Linked DNA regions of Sus scrofa: region 1 is linked to region 2. Evidence: chromatin contacts called from public HiChIP or PLAC-seq data. All regions are on one chromosome and are shown on one strand. The core of a region is the stretch at or near the end of the contact, and the rest is flanking DNA. Distances in the headings are between cores, read along the strand shown. Region 1 holds the start of A4GALT (lactosylceramide 4-alpha-galactosyltransferase). Region 2 holds the start of ARFGAP3 (ADP-ribosylation factor GTPase-activating protein 3).

The links. HiChIP or PLAC-seq counts read pairs in DNA pulled down with a chosen protein or histone mark.
Region 1: a contact with region 2 is called in an H3K27ac HiChIP or PLAC-seq map of alveolar macrophages. The contact joins the promoter of A4GALT here to the promoter of ARFGAP3 in region 2. A contact is called at or near these places in 1 of 5 promoter capture datasets (fetal liver), 1 of 47 Hi-C or Micro-C datasets (heart right ventricle) and 1 of 2 datasets of contacts at active chromatin or transcription factors (alveolar macrophages).

What each region holds. Positions count from the first base shown.
Region 1 is chr5:6,082,542-6,086,663 of Sscrofa11.1, reverse strand. A4GALT (lactosylceramide 4-alpha-galactosyltransferase) reads right to left here and starts at 2,871. Exons shown (of 3, transcript XM_005663760.3): 1 at 2,749-2,871.
Region 2 is chr5:5,992,133-5,996,382 of Sscrofa11.1, reverse strand. ARFGAP3 (ADP-ribosylation factor GTPase-activating protein 3) reads right to left here and starts at 2,246. Exons shown (of 16, transcript XM_003481526.4): 1 at 2,038-2,246. The coding sequence starts at 2,106. It overlaps LOC110260619 (a long non-coding RNA gene), which reads left to right and starts at 2,343. Exons shown (of 2, transcript XR_002343865.1): 1 at 2,343-4,250. It overlaps LOC110260620 (a long non-coding RNA gene), which reads right to left and starts at 2,031. Exons shown (of 2, transcript XR_002343867.1): 1 at 1,773-2,031; 2 at 806-1,269.

The DNA.
Region 1 (4,122 bases), core at 1,622-4,121, 90 kb before region 2:
AGATCAAAGCCAATTCCTAAGGTCCCTTCCCAGCCCTCTCATCCTTCCAGTCACCAGCTCAGAAGGTCCCTCGGGGTCAGTTCCAGACCCCTCCCACCTCCTGCAGCCTTGGGGACCTCATTCTATCCACTCTCCTCTCCTTCTCTAGGGGCTGCCGCCACTCCCTCTTCTGGCTCCTTCCCATCAGCGTTTAACTGCAGCCAAATCTCCCTTATCAACAAGCTCACGCACAAAATAAAATAAAAATCCAAAACGGGCCCCTCAAATACACACCCAGCATCGGCAGCAAAAATCAAACCCCGATGATAAGCTGGGACAAAGATCTTGGCCACAGAGAGACAAGCGGCAAATATCTCAACGATGAGTTCAAATGAATGGTTAGGAAACACACAGAGATGTTAGACCTTCATCCTCTGACCCAGTAATTTCATTTCCAGGAAATAACAAGAAATGCACACTCACAGCCTAAGGAAGAAGGCAATGGTATAGTCCCTCTGGAGGCCAGCTGGCTCTAGGTGTAGCCGCTCTAGAGGTTCACATGCATCAACTACCAGGTAATTCATTACCTTTCCAGAAAAAAACTGGCACTGTGTAAATTCATCGATAAACTCAATGCAACATTATCTGAAAGAGCCAAATATTAAAAACGACCCTAAACGTCAAATGAGATCCATTAACGAGTATGACGAAACAATAGGTAAGCACTGAAAAATATTTACAATCGTCATCTCCAAGTGATGCGACTGCAGAAATTTTTCATCCTACTTCTTTCCGTTCATTCATTCAAGCAAAATGTAGTCAAGGCCTGAGCACTGGGCTTCAGACGAGATTCCTCCCTCCAGGAGCTTCCAGTCGGGGTGAGACAATGGAACGCAGGTTAATCAACAGGAGTTGAGGGCACGCCTCGGAGGAGGTGCATTCCAGACGGCACAGCCCAGCACAGCTTGGGTGGCCAGGTCGAAGGCCACACCCTCTACCCACCAGGAGGTGCAGTGGGGTGGGGGGAGTGAGGGGGGGGCTGTTTTCACACCTTTCTTCTCATCCCCTCCTTCTCCCTTTCCTGTTGCAAATGTCCCTGGCAGCCACCTTGTCTCACTTGGCCCTGATCCCAATTCTGACCCTTGGGGAACCGGCCCCCTGGAGCCCTTGGAGATCTGGCCCTCCGTGGCCACGTGGGTTGGGGAGCTGCTGGCTGGGACTCATCTGGTGATGCGGTGGGTCCCAATTTCCTGATGTTTCAAGGAAGTCACCTCGAAAGATTCTGCCAAGCCTGCACACACTGTGGACCTGGGACCCTTGCACGCGTCCAGAGGAAGTCCACTAGCCTGGGCAGCTACCTGGCTTCGGATGAGTATTTTAAAGAATTTCCACTTCGGAGTTTGTCCTCTTATTAAGTGGCCCTAGCAGATAAGCGGGGACAGGCACTAGAAGCACCAGAAACACATGTGGGAGGAAAATGAACAACTGAGAGGATTCCGTCTCTGACTCTCATTTTCTTTTCTTTATTTGGGCCTGATGCGGAGACTCCCCTAGGGGCTCTGGCTGTGGGAATGTGGGGGGCAGGCGTGAGCATGGAGGGGATAGTCCGGCCAGCCTGGGCCCTGCCTTGTCACCCTGGGCCGGGTGGCTCCCCCTTCTCTGGGAGGAGGTAACAGTGGGGGAGTCCTTGGGCAGCCCGGGGAGGGGGTGCCAGAGTGAGTGCACATCCCATGCTCCTGGGTGTTTGATAAAGGAGGGCCTAGCGGCCTTCCAGAGACCCCCGGGGCCTTCACAGAGCAATCACTCCATATCTGGGGGAGACAGAAAGGGTGTCCTCCTGAGAGGGGGGTGGGCAGGGGAAGTGGCTTTGAACCCTCTCAGAGGTAAAGGGTGGGCAGCGTCCGGCAAGGAGGTGGGACCTTCCACTCGCAGGTGTCAGATGAGGAAACTGAGGCCAGGGTCTCCCCTAGGACGAAAGGGAGTGGACCCTCAGACTGGACCTCCCAGCCAGAACTTCTCCCAAGCACACTGCAGCCCCCAGTCGGACCCAACCTTCCCAACCTGGAGAAGAGGGAGGGAGAAAAGCAGTCCGGAAAGAGGGGGGCTGCGGACCGGACCTCCGAGAGGGAGCGCTCAGGCCCGACCTTCCCACTCCCGAGCTCTGACCCAGGCCATCCCTCCACGTGGAGGGCCCTTCCTTCCTCTCGGCCGTCCACAGCCTCAGCATCCCTAAGGGCCCAGAGGGACGCCTCCCGGCCGGCAGCCTCGATCCCGCCGGCCGCTCCCTACTCCTCTCCCCAGCCGCACCCGCACCAGGGCCCGGGGCGAGCACAGCCGGCAGCGAGGCCTCCCGAGGCGATTCCGCGCCCCCCAGACAGAGCGACGCGGACCCGGCTTCCCACCCGCAAGGGCCCCTCTCTCCCACCACGGCGCCCGGCCCTGCAGGGGCTGCCCCGAGGGCTCCCGGGCGGGGCGCGCCCTCCCCGCGCCGGCCGGGCTCCGGGTCCAGCCGCCGCGCTCAACTTCGGGCGCAGTCGGGGTGGAGGCGGCGGCCGGGGGACCAGCGCGCCCAGTCGGTGCGCACACCAGCGTCCCTCCAAAACAGGTGGCCCGGGCAGGCGGGGGCCCAGCCCTCCCGCCCCTCCGCAGCCTCTGCTCCTTCCCCTTCCCCTTCCTTCTCGCAGCGCTCCTCCCCTCCGGGGCCCGGGGCGCCCCCAGGTCCGTGTTCCAGAGCCCGTCCAGCTGGACCCTGCGCGCGGCCCCTCGTACCTCTGCTTCCCGCGGCTCCGGGAGGCGGACCACGCGGGCCCTCTGACGGGCCGGGCGGCGAGGCGGCTGGAAGGGCAGCGCCGGGAGTCCAGCGGGCGGGAGCCCCGCCCCCTGGCCCGGGGCGTGGTCAGCGCCGCCCCGCCCCTGAGGGGGGTCCCCGCTCCCCAAGCCCGCGCGTCCGCCAGGCTCCCGGCTGCACCATCACCTGCCTGCGGGCCGACAGGTAGGGTGCGCTTTCCGTGCACCCCTGCCGTTTACTCTGTGGGGTTTTTATCCCATTTCCCCCATTTAACAGATGAGAAAAACGAGGCTCAGCGCGGTTGAGTAACTTCAGCGTCATGCAACGGAGAGGGGGCAGTATGAACTCTGGCCTGACTGGTGCCACTGTCCCTCCTGCGCTCCTCACCGTGTGACCCGTGCTGAACGTCTCGGCAGCATCACCCCGTGTTCAACCGCACAGCCCTCGCTGCTCTGTCCTTTCCTCCCTCGCTCTCTGCCTGGTCCATTGCAAACTGGCTGTGCTGAGCTCACTTCCTCCTCTCACATCCTCTTTCGCGGCTGATGGGCTGATGACCAGTGCTCGGGCCCCTGAGAAAAAGCCCACACTCCATCGCAGCCCCGACAACAGCCTGCCACTTAGAACGTCCCAGATTATTAGCCTTTGAATGAATGAACCAGCATAAAAATTCCACCAGCTCCCCCCCCCATCCGACCACCTCCTGGGATGGCGCCCAACTTCCCTGTTGCTCTGGGGACCAGGCTGATCTGCCCCTCCTGGCCCGAAAACCCCCTCCCCTTGTCCACAAGATCTTACCCTTTAAGCCAAGACACTGATCTGGTGGTTCTGCCCTCTCTCCCCTCTCCCCAATCAATCCCATCAATTCACATGCTCTTACTTCTCCTATTATCTTAAAACTAAAAGCAGAGAGAGAGAGAGAGAGAGGAAATCAAAAAACCTCTTAGGACCCCTTTGCCCCCTCCAGCTACTGTTGCCTCATTTCCTCCCATTCCCTTCACGGCAAAAGTCCACCAAGTGTCATTTCTCCAAGCTGTCACAGTCTCTCGCCTCCCATTTTCCTTGAAAACCCATCTAATCAGGTTCTTGCCCTTGTCTCCACTCTTCCCCCTAATCTGTCATTTTGCCCTCCCCCCCTCAGTGGCTCCCCATTGAACTCAGAAGAAAAGCCCACCCCCGCTGTTGCAGGGAGGGGGTGATGCGGTTGGAAGAGCCCACAGGCCAGCCCTGCTCTGCCTCAGTTTACTTATCTGCAAAGTTCTGCCTGGGGAGCCTGGCCACCCTGGGACACCGTTTGAAGTCTGGGAGAGAGAAAAGCATCCTTTTTCTTTGGCGTGGGCTCTGGGCATGTTCTCTTC
Region 2 (4,250 bases), core at 997-3,496:
AATGACCCTTGGCAGGGAGGGGACCCGGAGATTGGGAGCACACAGCCCAGGGCGGGGGAATCTGAGAAGCAGTGGCGCAGTGGTTAACGAATCCGACTAGGAACCATGAGGTTGCGGGTTCAGTCCCTGCCCTTACTCAGTGGGTTAAGGATCCGGCGTTGCATGAGCTGTGGTGCAGGTTGCAGACGCAGCTCGGATCCCAGTTGCTGTGGCTCTGGTGCAGGCCGGTGGCTACAGCTCCGATTGGACCCCTAGCCTGGGAACCTCCATATGTTGCAGGAGCGGCCCAAGAAATAGCAAAAAAAGACAAAAAAAATAAATAAATAAAAAATAAATAAATAAATGTTTTTCTTGAATTTTTTTTCCCTCTCTCTCTTTTTTATGGCTGCACCCACAGCACATGGAAGTTCCCAGACTAGAAATCGAATCCAAGCCACAGCTGTGACCAAGGTCACAGCTGCAACAAGGCTGGATCCTTAACCTACCCTGCACAGTGGGAACTCCTTGGATTTTCTCATGTAAGCCTCACAATAACCCTCTGAATTAGACCCAGCTCATGCCCATTTTCAGATGAGGAAAAAAGGTATAAAGTCGTCAAACAACCTGCCCAAGGTGACACAGTTAGAAAGTCACAGGATCTGGATAAACATTTACAAGAAAGCATACACGTCCCTCAAAAGTGTTTTTGGTATCAACTCATTGACTTATTTAAAAGGGGCACCTTCCCTTTGATCAGTTCACACGTTGTGTTTCTGAGATGTAGCAAACAAAAAATATAATTTCCACACTGCTAAGCAGATCTTAATCTAGTCTGGTTTACAGCAACCACTCTTTATAAACAGGTCAATCTACATTTGAAAATCAAGAAAATAGCAAAGAAATTGGCACTGGAGAATTCCTTTCTCCTCCTGACTCTCCTACCGTCATCTTTTTCCTTCTCACTTCTCTTAGGTTGTAAAAATATGGGCTCACCTCCACCTAGACTTAAAACAAAGACATCTAAATTCTGTAAAACTCAGGGACTTCAGGGTCATGACGCATGACCGTACTGGTTAATAGCTGTTGTGGTGGAGGTGACAGGGGGGACCAGACAGAACTCCTGTCACAGGAGCAGAGGGGAGAGTCCATGCTGACACGACAGCCCTTTGCACTGTCTAGGTTCCACTCCGATCTGTGATCCTCCGCGGACGGTGTCACTTTAGCCCCATGCGTCATCCCATCTCCAGCCAGGAGCCAAAAGTTGTAAGAGTCATGGGGGGGAAACAGGCTCTGGAGATGAAAAAAAGAAAGGAAAACCCCAATCTCCAAAGAGACCCAAAGGTTAGGAAGGGAAAGGGTTGTGGTGGGCTTTCTCGTAAGAGAAAAGAGCTCAAAGCCACTGCAGTGACCACTTAGCAGCTTTATCGGACAGGGAAGCTGAGGCTGCCGCCAAAGGGCACAGGGAACAATCCAGGCTCTAACAGGCGCCCCTGAGGAGCTTCAGAGGTGAGCTCGAGGGGGAAAGGGGGTGAGTCGAGTTTTCCCAAGCGCCCAGGGCTACCAGCTGTTGTTTCTGCCCCGTGCACGCTTCCCGGCTGGGTCACAGGTGGCCTACGGTGTCCGGGGTCTGCTCCAGGTCGCAGGAGTCCCGTGTATGAGCCCTCAGTATTCTCAGGAACTCAGGGGCCACTTCACTTTGCCACCCCCAAAAGCCGCCTCCGTCCTCCTTTAAGTTCCTCGGCCCGGTGTCAGGAACCCACAAATGTCCGCCCCCGGGACCCCCAGATGCTCACACTTCCGGCACCCAGGGCCCCTCGGTGCCTGCCCTGCTCTGGACCCCGGTGTGCGCCCCCTCTTCTGCCTCTCCCTTCCTGAGACTGGGGGGGCGGCGCACAGTCTGGACCCAGGCGAGGCCCAGCCGCTGCGGCCGCACAGTGCGACGTGTCACAGGCCGGGCCAGCTCCTCCTCCCGCGGCCGTGGCCACTGCCGCCGCAGGGGCCGCCCGCGGGGTCCAGCAAGGATGCCAAACAAGCCTGAACACGCCCGGCGGCCGTTACCTTGTTGGTGGGCACCGAGCGGAGGCGCTTGAAGATGGTCAGGATGTCTTGCTTGCTCGGGTCCCCCATGGTCACCAAAGAACCGAGGCGCAGCTGGCCCCTGCCAACCGGGAAGGGCAGAGCAGCAGCGGTTGCCGCCTCCAGGAGGTAGACGACGGCGGAGGGGCGGGGCTGCGCGTGACGCTCGACCCCGCCTCTCGATGTCCCCGCCCAGGCCCCGCCCACCGCCCAGAGCGCACGCGCCGCTCTCCCCTAGGGCCCAGGCTCGGGGGGGCCGCCGGCTCCGCCCCTCAGGCCCCGCCCCCGGCGCTGCACGCGCGTGCGCAGGAGTCTCGCTCGCCGTTCGCGCCGGGCTGTGGGTGTGGAAGCCGGGCCCCGCGGAGGTCTGCGCCCACCAGCACCTCAGTGGGGACCACCACGTCGGCTGACCGACTGCTTTCTTCGCCGGGTCTTCTGGCCTCCTCCCTGTGAGGGTGGCAGAACCTGCTCCTCCAAGTGGCAAAGGAGGAACCGAGAGGCAAGGGCCTTCCTGCGGCATCCGGGAGTCCAGATGCTGGGTTCTCTAGTTGCTTTTTTTTTTTTTTTTTTTTTTTCCCGTAAGCTAAAGCTGAGCGCTGAGTGGGAAGCCTCCAATGCCGAAAACTGGTTTTCTTACAGTATCAGTTTGAGTGTGTCAGTGACAAGTAGCAGTTCTCCAGAGGCGAAAGGCGCCGGGTCAGAATGGATAAATATAGACAGGAAAAGAAGCTGGCCTTTTCCTACCCTTACTCGCCAGAGGGTTTTAACGCTTGGAGAAAGGTGCCTCTTCTGCATTAGTGGATGTGGAGCCCCTAGGTAAGGCTCTGCGGCTCAGGGAAGGATAACAGGTCTTGGGGTCAAATGCACGGTCCAGCCAGCTCCTTCCCAGCGCTGTGACCTTGCTCGGGTCACCTCGCTAAAGCTTGGTCTGCTCATCTGTGCAATGGGATGAGAGAGGGGGGATCAGCGCTGAGCAGCACAGGAGAGCGGCTGCCAGGGAGGCCCTGGAAAAGGCTTTGGCAGTGGTCTTTCTGCTTTTAGAGGCTGGGAATTGTTCACTCAACCTGTGTGAGTAGAAACCCTGGGGGAAGTTGGACCTCTGCCAAGGAAGGGAAATTTATTACCTTCCAGAACAGTAAGTTATTTTTGCAGACAGCTCTGTTTGAAAGTTCTTCCTGGTACTGAGTTAAAGTATATACCCTTGAGGAGTTCCTGTCCTGGCTCGACAGTAAACGCATCTGACTATTATCCATGAGGACGCAGGTTCGATCCCTGGCCTTGTTCAGTGGGTTAAAGATCTGGCGTTGCTGTGAGCTTGGTGTCGGTGGAGGACATGGCTTGGATCTGGTGGTGTTGTGGCTGCGGTATTAGGCAGCACCTGCAGCTCCCGTTTGACCCCTAGCCTGGGAAAAACAAAACAAAGAAACTGAGTTCCTGGAATCAGGAGCAGCCTTATCTGATTTCCACCAACCCCTGTAGGCTAAGGCAGCGCACTTGCTCCTGAACTGAACTTGGCTCTTCTTGCTCACTGAGCAGCAAAGCCAATTTACTGATGCCGTGGTGCGTGTTTACTGTAGGCACCGAGCAAGATCCAAACTCCTCGGTGGTTTCCAGGGAAAGAGTTTCAAAGACAACATTGGGGTGAGGGTTTTAGCTCTTGAACTTCCTTCTGATTGGTGGGTGGTGAGTTAACGGGTGATGTTTCAGGAACCTTCTGCTTCCAGCCAGTCTGTGGTCGGTGTGCTTGTGGTCCCCATGCCGTCAACATCCTCCACCTGGGTGGGTGGGGTCTTAGTTTCTGCAGAACAACGCAAAGATATGTATCCGATTGGATGACAGTTGTTACGGAGGAACTGGGACTGTTTTATCGGTGAACTGGTTTCTTGAGTGTTTTTCCTCTGTGTCTTCAGTCCTTTCAGTTCCCTAATTAATAACTGCTTGAATCTGCTCTTTGGAGCTCAGGGAAGTCCTGCGAGACTAAAGCCCTTTTTCACAAACCAGAAATGGGGGACACAGAGGGGCTTTGGCACCCAGGAGAGCCCCACAGGGTCCTGCTTGGTTTCATATTTTTGGAAATTCACAAATGCCCCCATTTTAAAAGGTAAAATATTTAAATAATTATGTTATTGGTTGATTTTTTTAAAAAGATAGAAATTTAAGCTGATATCATTACTTCCTTTAATGGGATAAAAGAT